Regions from separate parts of the Zea mays genome. Here region 2 is linked to region 1. The links are chromatin contacts, called in public Hi-C maps. All regions are on one chromosome and are shown on one strand. The core of a region is the stretch at or near the end of the contact, and the rest is flanking DNA. Distances in the headings are between cores, read along the strand shown. Region 1 holds the start of LOC100281692 (transparent testa 12 protein). Region 2 holds the start of LOC100383851.

The links. Hi-C and Micro-C count contacts between places; a contact is called where the count stands out from the background.
Region 2: a contact with region 1 is called in a Hi-C map of tassel, with 2.4 times the contacts expected there. The contact joins the promoter of LOC100383851 here to the promoter of LOC100281692 in region 1. A contact is called at or near these places in 4 of 25 Hi-C or Micro-C datasets (bundle sheath, ear, endosperm and 1 more).

What each region holds. Positions count from the first base shown.
Region 1 is chr5:21,635,613-21,641,734 of Zm-B73-REFERENCE-NAM-5.0, forward strand. It overlaps LOC100281692 (transparent testa 12 protein), which reads left to right and starts at 3,334. Exons shown (of 7, transcript NM_001371790.1): 1 at 3,334-3,824; 2 at 4,854-5,485; 3 at 5,608-5,664; 4 at 5,765-6,009. The coding sequence starts at 3,495.
Region 2 is chr5:21,884,108-21,890,229 of Zm-B73-REFERENCE-NAM-5.0, forward strand. LOC100383851 reads right to left here and starts at 3,626. Exons shown (of 5, transcript NM_001176481.2): 1 at 3,043-3,626; 2 at 2,897-2,946. The coding sequence starts at 3,490. It also overlaps the pseudogene LOC103626089.

The DNA of each region.
Region 1 (6,122 bases), core at 2,084-4,583:
CATCCATTTGCAGGAAATGACTACTCGACTCGGCCCTGATATGAACTTGCCCGCTTTTCGCCCTCCCCAGGTAACACTATCTGAACACTTCAATTCCATAGCAACTCTTTTTTTATTATCAAAAATGGCTCGCAGGCACAAGGATGGGGACAGTGGCCAGGACAAGCTCCAGCGTCGCAGCCATATAGTGGACCGGTGTTGGGTGGACGCAGACACCTCCAGGCACTTGGACGCCTCCACCACCCCAAGGACCGGCGGGCTCTCAGCCATTTCAAGCGTGGATGGCACCGCCACCGACGGGGTGGGTGCCACCACCTCAGGGGTGGCCACCACAACAGTACTCGTGGATGCATGCACAACCTTCTCATCACCATGGATCACAGGTGACGTTCCATGTTTAGTTTTATGCAAATATTGACCAAACACAGCAATTTATATGTATAGGGATAGCAAAACACAGCCTTATTTGAATGATTGATGAATTGCAGGGTTCATCGTCACATGCTCATGGATCGGAGGGTGCTGTCAACGTCCAAGACTTCCTTGTCCATGGTTCTGGAGGGAGTGGCCACCTTCCTGGTGGCGGAGGAAGGAGTGGCCAAAACTCCCACAGCCCGCCGGAGTGAGTAGTGACTTTGTTTATGGACTATGTATGGATATGTATAGACTTTATTATGGATGTGATTATGCTATTGAAACTATGTATGGACTATGTATGGAATATGTTTGAAACAATTATGTAATTGCTTGTGAATGTTGTTTGTGAAAACTGTATTGCTTGTGAAATCTGTATATGTGATTGTGTATATGTTTATTTTGCTGTGAATTAATAAAAGGTGCAGAAAAATCTGTTTTGGGAGGGTATCATGAATTTTCGTCGGCCTGGGTGGTGGGCGACGAAAATATGTGCCCCAGATATTTTCGTCGGACACCACCGGGCCAACGAAAATCACGTTCCTATTTTCGTCGGCCACCGAGGCCGACGAAAATAGTCAGCCGACCAACTATTTTCGTCGGCCTTGTGAAAGCCGACGAAAATAAGTCGTTTTCGTCGGTACCGACGGAAATATTTGCCTATTTTCGTCGAACTTATTTTCGGCGGCTATTTTCGTCGGACTAGCTGCCGACGAAAATAGGCTATTTTCGTCGGTTTAGGCTTATTTTCGTGAGTTTTTGGCCCACAAAAATTTAGGTGTTTCCTGTAGTGGTCTGACTAATCTGCTATCCCCCCTCCTGTTCAGATTTTCCAAGGTTCATGGATACTTTGTCTTACATTTTTCTTTGCATGGATGATTCACCCTTTGTTTTGTTTCCCCATAGGTGCCTTCTCTAGAGCACGACAACCAGGTGAAAGGAGAGAGCTTGGATTTGGTTAAGTACATTGACAGCAACTTCGAAGGTCCATTGTTGCTCCCCGAGGTAGTATGGTTTAATTTTTTTTTTATAGTTTTAACTTAGTAGCCCCCCTCTTGGATCAATTCTGGATCCGCCACTGGTTTCCTCTATACAGGTTTTGGAGGAAAATAATAAGAGGTCCAACCTATTGGAAAATTTCATATGGCTCTTGTCTCTTTACTTAAAGTCATGCGTAGCATCCAAAGGCAAAGTGAGAAATTTTCTTGCGTTCTCAATTCATGTAGGATTGCAATTCATAGCCAACCCTAATATTGTGTTTTTCCTATTCCTATATATTCATATTCAGTGTCTATGACTTGACACTGTACATGCATGTCACGACGAAGGGCATGGTGAAAACTGCTCTATCTCTCTCGTGTGCTTGATTTTTAAAAATATATATATACTCATCGGTCCATAATAATAAAATAGAATGAAGCTACCAGGTGTTTGCTAGTAAATTTACAAAAAAATATATACATCAACAATATTATTTTTGTAAATACATATATTATAAAATAAAAGTGGTATTCTTCATAGAATGGAGGGAGGGGGTTTTCTCTCTCGATCAATTTCATCTAACTAAGAGCAACTCCAATAGTTATGTAAATTTTAGCTCTCTAAATCACAGATTTAAGAAGTTGCTAAATGACTTTTGGAGTAAAAAAATGTGAGTTCTCCAATAGTTCTCTAAATATATGTTGTAATTTTGTTTTGTATTTATCCACATAAAAAATAAGTCACAAAAACTATATAATGCAGTCAACATTTTTGTTTAGGGAGTTGTTAAATGGTTGCCAAATGTAGAGAGAAAATGAGGTTAGATGACAAGTTGTTAAATTTAGAAAGTTCATTTAGAGAACTGTTGGAGAATAGTTTTTATGTTAACTACCTAAATTATTGATTTAGAAAGTCTTTTAGAGAACTACTGGAGTTGCTCTAATAAAAAATTATTAAAATAAACTACCAAACAAACACATTACCAAAATACAAATCTTATTTAATGTTGCATATATATACCACTGCGCATTTAACTACAAATTAAACCTATTGATGCTAAAAATATTTCCATTATTGTCACATATATACAGTAGCTAAAACGATCTACAGATCTAAGGCTATCCGCACTCATACTACTCTATTTCTCTACCTTAAAAAGAATATTCTATCCTGATCAGCGAGATTCTCTACTCTATCCAATAATTCTCCGCGGTCACAATTACCCTATATATCTACTCTATACCAACTACCATTTATTATATCATATTTTTACCATACTCTATACCAACTCCATCACACGGCTGCTGTACTGCTTCCTTCTACTGCTACTGTACTGGTTCTCTAGGCCCACCTCGTCTGCTGGGAGAGAGCAGTGGCAGAGCGCTACATTTGGCGTAGAAGAGGCGGAGAGAGAGCGTAGAGTGAGATATAGAGTGCACCGTTGCAGAGCTTGTCTACTGTAAAAATTTAGCGTAGCTTTTCCAGCTGACCACTGCGGCTAGCCTAAAACGGATTGGGGGTACTCAGTGCCTCGCCGTGGGCGGTACGTCGCCCCAAATAATTAAACGGTGCTCGATGTACCTCTACGGGACCTTTTTCAGCCTTTTTTCTTTATTTTATTATTATTATTTTCCTACTACACAAGGGACCTTTTGAGCTGAGATGATGCCCAAAAACAAAAGGACGCTCATCATCAGTGACGCCCAGTCGTCGCCAAGCAGCTAGCTAGCATGCCAATAATTTTTTTCTTGTTAATGTTGTCGCAGCTGGTACTATACTACTACTACTACGCCGTATATGAATGCGCTTTTGTCTGCATGCTCAGGCTGATTCCATCCAACTTGTCTTTCTTCTCTCCTCTCCACCCATGCCCCGTCCGTCGCAGCAGGGGTTATATAGTGCCCGCGAACGGACGCGCAGGCGCCACGAAGCCGAGATCGAGCAGCTACCTCTCCGATCCGAGGCCTGAGCGAGCGAGCTGAGGACTGCAGCCTATATAATATCTAGACTAGAGTACACCACAACGACGAGGCACATATATATACACGCGGCGGCGGCCAGATCCATCTTGGTATACACGTAATATATATACACGCACGATGGGCAGCGCCGGCGGCGGTGGCGAGAGCAAGCTGGAGAGCCCGCTGCTGGGCGCGTCGTCGACGGGCCACGGCGAGGCGGTGGTGAGCGGGCAGCTGGAGAGCATCCTGGGCGACGCGTCCGTGCCGTGGGGGACGCGGATGGCGTCGGCGTCCGCGGTGGAGATGCGGCTGCTGGTGCGCCTGGCCGCGCCCGCCGTGCTCGTGTACATGATCAACTACCTCATGTCCATGTCCACGCAGATCTTCTCGGGCCACCTCGGCACGCTCGAGCTCGCCGCCGCCTCGCTCGGCAACACCGGCATCCAGGTCTTCGCCTACGGCCTCATGGTACGCCCGCCGCCGCCGCCGCCGACGCCTTTTTAATTGACTCTTCGTTACCGCAGTTCGTACGTAGTGATGGTTTTTGGTTTGTCGTCCTCCGTCGTGTCGTATTGATCTTTGCTTTAGATCCGGGCAATAAAAATGAACTCAAACGTTTGCACGTACACCCTCCCTATATATCACCATCGTGAATGAGCTATGGCTTGAATCTTATGCAAAGATATGATCGATAAAGTTACGGGCCCACATGCATGTGATATATGCATGCCGTACCATTAGTTATTGTTACAGGTCGCATCGCCTAGCTACGTACTACCTTTAAAATGAGTGCAACAAAATATAGTACTACATATATGCTTGTTCTACACATAACCAATCCATAAGAAAAAATTAAGGTACGATCTCTGTTGGGAAATCTAATTAGCACATACAGATAGATACTACTCGTCAAGCTGCTAGCTAGTTAGCTAGCTAGCTTCGTTCTACAGGACTATTCTTAAGTACACGCGTCGCTGGCACTGCGTCACCACGTGCTGATGCGACCTGATCAGTACACTATTATTGCACCAGCAACGGTTCCGTGCTACCCCAGCCAGGATCAGGGTATGGGAGCAGATAGATATATGCTAGATGCGGATGGCCGACAGCCACATGCTCTGTGTGAAGCTGGGAAATGTTCCCGTTGCACAGCCACACGCCCACACTTGCTTCGTTACGCGGATCGCGGAACCCTCACTAAAAAGGATCGGATACATGAGGCCCGGCCCGGCCCACTCTGCTCCAAATGATGGTGGTATCAGCTGCCAACGCCACCCCACGTCCCCACAGCGTAGGAGATGGCGAGATGCTGGCGATCGAGCGAATAATAACATGGTCTTTTAGCTCGTCCTCTTCCTCTCGATGATATATATAATAATAACGGGGGAAAAAAGGAGAATTAAAATAGAAAAAAAAAGACGTCACGACGACGTCCGCTCCGTCTCGCTGACGCCACGCGTTCGCACTGACTGACTCAACTGCAATCGCAATGGGCAGCTGGGCATGGGGAGCGCGGTGGAGACGCTGTGCGGGCAGGCGTACGGGGCGCACAAGTACGACATGCTGGGCATCTACCTGCAGCGCTCCACCGTCCTGCTGATGGCCACGGGGGTGCCGCTGGCGGCGCTGTACGCCTTCTCCCGCCCCGTCCTGGTCCTGCTGGGGGAGTCCCCCGAGATCGCGTCGGCCGCCGCCGTCTTCGTGTACGGCCTGGTCCCGCAGATCTTCGCGTACGCCGCCAACTTCCCCATCCAGAAGTTCATGCAGGCGCAGAGCATCATGGGGCCCAGCGCCTACATCTCCGCCGCCGCGCTCGCCGCCCACCTCGCCCTCAGCTACCTCGTCGTCTACCGCCTCGGCCTCGGCCTCCTCGGCGCCTCGCTCACGCTCAGCGCCAGCTGGTGGGCCATCGTCGCCGCCCAGTTCGCATACATCGTCACCAGCAGCCGCTGCCGCCTCACCTGGAGGGGCTTCTCGTGGCAGGCCTTCTCCGGCCTGCCCAGCTTCTTCAGGCTCTCCCTCGCATCCGCCGTCATGCTCTGCCTCGAGACCTGGTACTTCCAGATTCTCGTGCTCATCGCAGGCCTCCTCAAGGACCCCGAGCTTGCCTTGGCCTCACTCTCTGTCTGGTAGGGAATTTACACTAACTATATCATAGAGAACTGACTTGCAATTACTGTAGAATATATATTGTTGACAAGAACTGACTTCAAATTATTATTACTTTAATTCTCTGCGCCTTGCTTTCCAGCATGACAATTTCAGGGTGGGTGTTCATGATCTCCGTTGGGTTCAATGCAGCAGCCAGGTAAAAAATATACTACTGTATAAAATACTTCTGATGAATAAAGGAAAGACTGAACTCGCGCGTCCATCTTCAATTCTTCACCCTGTTGTTTATCTTCCAGCGTAAGAGTGAGCAACGAGCTCGGCGCCGGCAACCCAAGGGCGGCGGCGTTCTCCGTGGTGGTAGTGACGCTGCTCTCCTTCGTCCTGTCGGTCCTCGTCTCCGCCGTCATCCTGCTGTGCCGGGACTACATCAGCTACATCTTCACCGAGGGTGAGGACGTGTCGCAGGCGGTCTCCCGGCTCACCCCGCTGCTGGCGTTCACGCTCATCCTCAACGGCATCCAGCTCCAGCCCGTCCTCTCTGGTCAGTACATCATATATATACATTGCATACTGAGAGAGTACTGCATCGCTCATATATACACACACAGTACATAGCCATGCATGATGACTCACTGACGATTCTCTCTGAATACA
Region 2 (6,122 bases), core at 2,376-4,875, 250 kb after region 1:
AGAAACTACCACATTAGGTGGACTCCAGGCCTATAGGGAAAGGAATTCCTAGGCAACCTTGTCTTTGCTTATTTTGCAAGGAGGCTGATTCAAACCCAGGACCTTGACTCCTTGAGGACATAAGTGGAGGCAACCATTGTGCCCAGCCCACCCTTGATAAACCTTTTCAACAAAGTACTTGATGAAAGAAAGGAACTACCCCTTCTATTCCATAATAGTTCAATTTGGCCTTGTCCTCAGTCCAACTTTGACCAAGTCTTTAGAAAAGAGCATTAAAGTCTACAAGTTCAAATAAGAGCCTATTCCCTTTGTGCCACTAAAAATTATAGGACTTCCGAATTCCTTCAAAGCCATCCAAATTCTCCATTTCCCCTCACTGCCATCATTTGGAATTTGTTTCCATCAATGCCATTTCGTCAGTTTCTGTTAAAATTTGTGTGACTGACATAGCTGAACCCACACGTTGACATTAAGCTCCGTCTAACTTTGATGTCAAATATACCCCTTAGGCTATCACCAGCAACTCTCCTATCTCATCCCCTATCATGTCTCCTATTTCAAACTTCACTCCGTAAACAGTGTTTCTACAGTGCAAAACAGCCCACCCACGTTACCTCTCTAATGTGTCCCCTGTTATCTTGGCCATCCCTGTTCTCCCGATCCCATCCCCATCAAGCGAGCGAAACCTTAAATCAGGGCAGACAGCATCATGCCTGCGGCGGGTCGATGGTGGCTTGGAGCTTGGCAGTGGGTCGGCAAAGGCGGCTGAGGGTGGACTACAAATGGCCTGTTTGGTTCAGCTTTTTTCTGACCAGCTTTTCTGAGAATCTGGCTATGGAGAGAATCTGGCTGTGTAGAGAATCTGAGTATCATTAGGATTACGTGCGGAGGAAGATAAAGGTGTCCATAGGACTCAGGATCTAGAAAGTGACGGATTCCTACTATTGCAACGACTCAACCGATTATGTGTTTGTGTTGATTTTGAATGGTTTTTACCCAAACGAATTTTATAGAAGCTGACTGAAAAGCTGAGCGTTTGGCAGTCCGCAGCAGCTTTTGGTGGCCAGAAGCTCCAAAAGGCTGAAACAAACAGGGGCAAAGGTGGCTGGGCGAACCGATGTGGGCGAGTGGCTGGTCAGCCCTGCTGCTTGGCGACCACAGCAGCAGACAAGCTGCCCCACGACTGGGCGGACAGCTACACAACCCCGCTGGCGGACAGCTACACAACCCCACTGCCCCGCGACTGGTTTAGGGTTAGTTAGAGTTAGAGATAAAATAAGATATGGTAGTAGTATTAGACTGGATCTATTTCTTACGAGTCAAGTATAAACTCCATATATAAGGAAAGAAGATGTATCAATTAAAGGCAAGCAAGAAACAATCAATGTAGTCCCTCTCTTGTGTTCGACTGTTCGTTCTTCTCATCTTTGATCTAGACCTCATCTCCAACAAAGCTGACTCCACCGAGCCATCTTTCCTGTGGTGTTTATCCCATCATTGGCACGCCAGCCATGACATGCTGATGGAACTGAATTCTAAAGTTTGACTAACTCATGTCCAAAAGGTAAGCATTTGTAAACCAGATGGGGTAGGTCTAACTTCTAAGGTGGTTCAGTAGTAGAAAAGGACGTCAACCAAACTTTAGAATTCAGTTCCATCAGCAAACATACCAATTCCTGGTTCCTATCAAGCAATGAAAAAGCATTTACTTCTAAATGCTGACTCTTGGCTAGCTGTGCCAGCTGGCCACCATAATGCAGTTTGGCAAAATGTGATTCAAGCTGAAAAAAAGATGCAATTTGTGGCAGAGGCACACAGCCACAATCTTCCAGCTGTTGTTTCTAAAGTAAGTGCTGGAACACCGATTCATGCTGCCATTAGCATGAAGTTACACTCGTATACAGGAAGGAAAGATTTTAAAAACAGGAAAATATGCAAGACAATTTAACAGTTCACCAAAATAAAAACTCATGCTGAAAGCTACAGTATGAACAATACTGAAACAAATTAAGTGTTGGACTGAGTATTGGATTTATTTCAATGTTATTTCAAATTAAATGCTATGACCTAGAACCATATAAGAAATGTAACAGATGGCACTGGAGTTCAGATCCTTGGAGTTGGAGGTAAAACTTGTCAATACTCAATAGCAGAATGATGTCGGAGGCAAAATCAATAAACTGTTATGCAGTATTAGCGCTGTAACTTATAAGCAACACCCAGGAGAAACTAAATCAAATGAGGCTTCATATTTTAAGTTTACTTTTACACTTCACACTTTTGAGTGCTCAATGTAGTTTGGCATGGCAGCACAGTCGTTGAAGTCTTGACGCATATTGGACCAAACAATGGATGCTCCAAGTTACCAAGAAAAGATGAGAGTAATGCCTGAATGTGTGTTTACTCCGTTACCAACGGTACAACCAAATGTTTTAGTATAATTAATTGAACACAAGAGATATTAAAAAACAGAGCTTACATATACAAGGTTTAATACTGTTATTACTGGTAGATAGCATCATAATACTGTAGTTAATAACAGTATTCTAGGTTTCTATGGATCAGTAAATTTGGCTGCACTTTCGCAGGAAAAAAATATTTAAAAAATACTACCTCATCTTCTAGTACTATAATACGGAGTATTACAGAACTCAAGCTATGATAACTGAGTAACCTACGGGCCAAAAAATGGGATCCTAGCACACATGCAGAGGCATTTACACAAGCTAACAAAAAAATATGCAGCGCTGGGATGCACAAGTTGACTTTCAAAAGTCGGAAAACAACAAAATATCTCCCTTCGGACTCCTCACTCGACTCCCGCAGAGATCTCCAAGAAATGTGCCAGTGCGCTAATTAATGGTTCCAAATGAAACCGCATGCATCAAGAACTCACCAGGTACGGATCCAGCGAGTCGAATCCGAGCACCACATCAGCGAGAACCCCTGGGAGGAAGACGAGCCGAGCATCGTGAAACAGAAGAGTCAGAGCCGCTGTAGAGCACAAGCAAACAGAAGGCAGGTACCAAAGAGAACCCGCACCGTTCTTGTCCGGGACGAGGAACGAGGTGACGGCGGCGCCGACATTGGTGAGGCGGACCCGGACACTCCCGCCGTCTAAATCAAAGAGCTCCGGCGCAGGCGGCGGCGGCGGTGGCGCGGGCTTCGGGAGGATCAGCGGCCTGGGAGAGGCCAATCGGAGGCGGAGCAGCGGCGTGGGGGCGGAGAAGATGGTGACGGAGGCAAGCAGGTAGACGGCGGCGAGGAGGATGAGGAAGAAGGGCGGGGTGGCGCGGAGCACCCTGCTGGCCGCGGGGACCGCGGGGTGAATGTGATTGTGAATCTGGGAGTGGAGATCCCGGAACCTGTTGGACGGGAGATGGTGGAGGAGCGGGTGCGGCTGCGGCTGCGGCTGCGGGCGGGTCGGGGTGCGAGGAGCCCGAGGGGAGAGCGAGTGGTGGTGATGGTGAACTCCCACCAGCTGCTCCATTTCCTCCGGCGGCCTGCTGCCTGATTTCCCGGGGTTTTAGTTCAGCTCTGGCGCAGCAGCATCTCCAGTGGCGAGGTCAGAGGTGGGCGCCGCGCCAAGGGGACACGACGCACGACTCTAGCGTCGCTCAGTCGGGTTGTACCCGATCATCAAAAGGAGACAAGGGATGGGTTTATACTTCGGTCATATTTGATTATTTGTACACTGCTCATGTATGTCAACTGTCTGTGTACGGCGTTTATGATTTTCTAGTTTTGTTAAATGTTCTTAAGCATATGGAAGTATCCATACTGTTTTTTTAGGAAAAGCCTTGTGGCTAGCTTTATTGATTCACAAAGGCAGTTACATCGTGTACAATTAAATGGAAGACAGAAGAGGAGAATTATCTACCCAGAGTAATGAGCTTTTCTCTATCATAGCTAGCCAATGAGTTACTTTTCCTATTACGAAGATTAATCAAAACAGGTGCAAATCCTAATAATTTTTGGGGATAATACAAATATTTCAGATGCGAACCGGTATGAATAGTATCTAGATAGTGCAGCTTCAAATTCGAAGTGAGGACTATTTAGTAAATATCCGGATTTTTATATTGAATATGGAATTATAGATACGTAAGTTTTGGGTATCCATTTTCATTTTTCTGTGTAATATTTTTATAAAACTATAATGTTCACATTAACTCAGATGATGATAAAGTTTATATAAAAATCATATATGTCAAAGAGATCTATAACTTTATAATACATCACGTTTTTTATTGTATTAGACTATTGTATAATTTAAACTTATTGTTATATTATTCTTATATTATTCTGTTGATCTATGCATTATGCAATGCTCGTGTAACTATTTTATACTCGAACCGGATTATATTAAATGATGAGCAATTCATACATTATTATACAAGTATCTAATATCTGCATATGTCCGGCCAAATAATATTTGTATATATCTGATCCTTGTATTCATATTTGTCAGGTTTCTAACTATCCGTATCCTAACTCAAATCCAATTGAAATACACAAGGATAGGATATAGGTTGTCCGTTCGCATCAGCTCGTTTTCACCCAATCACCCCTCTACCATTTTTAGCGATCAAAGTTTCAAAACTGAAGACAACCAATACTGCGCGCTCTCCAATATCTAAACCAGCCCTGCATGTGTATTTGGATAAAACAAAGGCAGCAGGATCTCTGACAACAAAATGACGAGTGGCCCCAAATGGGCCTAGCTAACCCAGAGAGGATTGGAATCTCCTGTAAACTGATGCGAAGAAACTCGACCCAAAACATCTAGACTTATTCTTCATACCAAAACTCCTACAAACTGTACTCCACGAATCCAGCCAAAGGATGTCAGATGCTCCATGCTTTCTGTGTATCAGAGGCTCCTTACCTGAGATCCAAACAAAGTCTAGGATTAGAAATTTAAGTCTCTAACCACAGGTAATGTGGGTCAGTTGAAAAGGGTGCATTAAGGTTCATAAAGGAACCAGCATATGAATAAAGCTGACAAATGTGTCCCTTTCAAAACTAAAGGTAGCCCCATTAACATATGGTGCAGAAGATCCTTCAAAGACTTGGAAGACTTTGACCTGGTGTCCACCAGTATATGAGAGACTATAGGTCTTAAGAAAGGATATCAATCTCAGTAATTGGCAATATGGATATCTCCAGTTACTTGGCTATAGGTGGCTGGTTCATCCAGGTTATCTTCGACAAATACTTGTCCTACCAGCTCCGGCAATGGGCGGCCGACTGTGGCATCGAGCATGAGCTGGACAGGCTTCGTGTTGCTTTGCTTCGCACGCAGTCAGTTCTCCATGGTGCCGAGCTGGTACCCGCACTCTCCTACAGCTCCCTTCCATGGATGCGAGAGCTCCGAGATGTTATGTATGATGCAGAGGACCTCCTAGACAAGCTTGAGTACAACCGTCTCCACCATGAGGTAGAAGAATCAAGTGCAAACGAGAGCAGTAGCCCAATCAGTGCCTTCATGCTCTCCCGGTTTCACAGCCAAGGTGTCGCTGCTTCTAGCCTTGAACCATGTTGGGATAGATCAGCAAGGGTAAAGAATAAGATGGTAAATCTGTTGGAGCGTATTGAGCAGGTTACAAGTGGAGTAAGTGAAGTACTCAGTCTACCCAGGAACATCGGAAGCAGCAATCGCAACGCCATGACAAGCTCAATACCCTACGGGAGAATCACCGGGCGGGACTTCGAAGCCCAACAGCTGGTAACTGCTCTGATAAGTTCTCAGGTCGAGAACCCAGTTTCTGTTGTCTCTATTGTTTGTTGGTGTAGGTGGCATAGGTAAGACTGCTCTAGCACAGCATGTGTACAGCAACGCTAGAATAACAGAGAGCTTTGATGTGAGGATGTGGATTTGTGTTACTTCTCTCTTGGACGAGTTGAGAATCACAAAAGAAATGCTGGAGTCAGCTTCCAGCAGTCGGTTTAGGCATGGTGGCATAGCAAATTTCAATAGACTTCAAGTCGCCTTGAAGGCAAGGCTTGCTTCAAAACGTTTCCTCCTTGCCTTAGATGACGTTTGGAACAGTGACAACAAAACAATAGCAATAGAACAAGAGAACTGGCAGAAGCTGCTAGCCCCTCTGAAGGACGGAGCA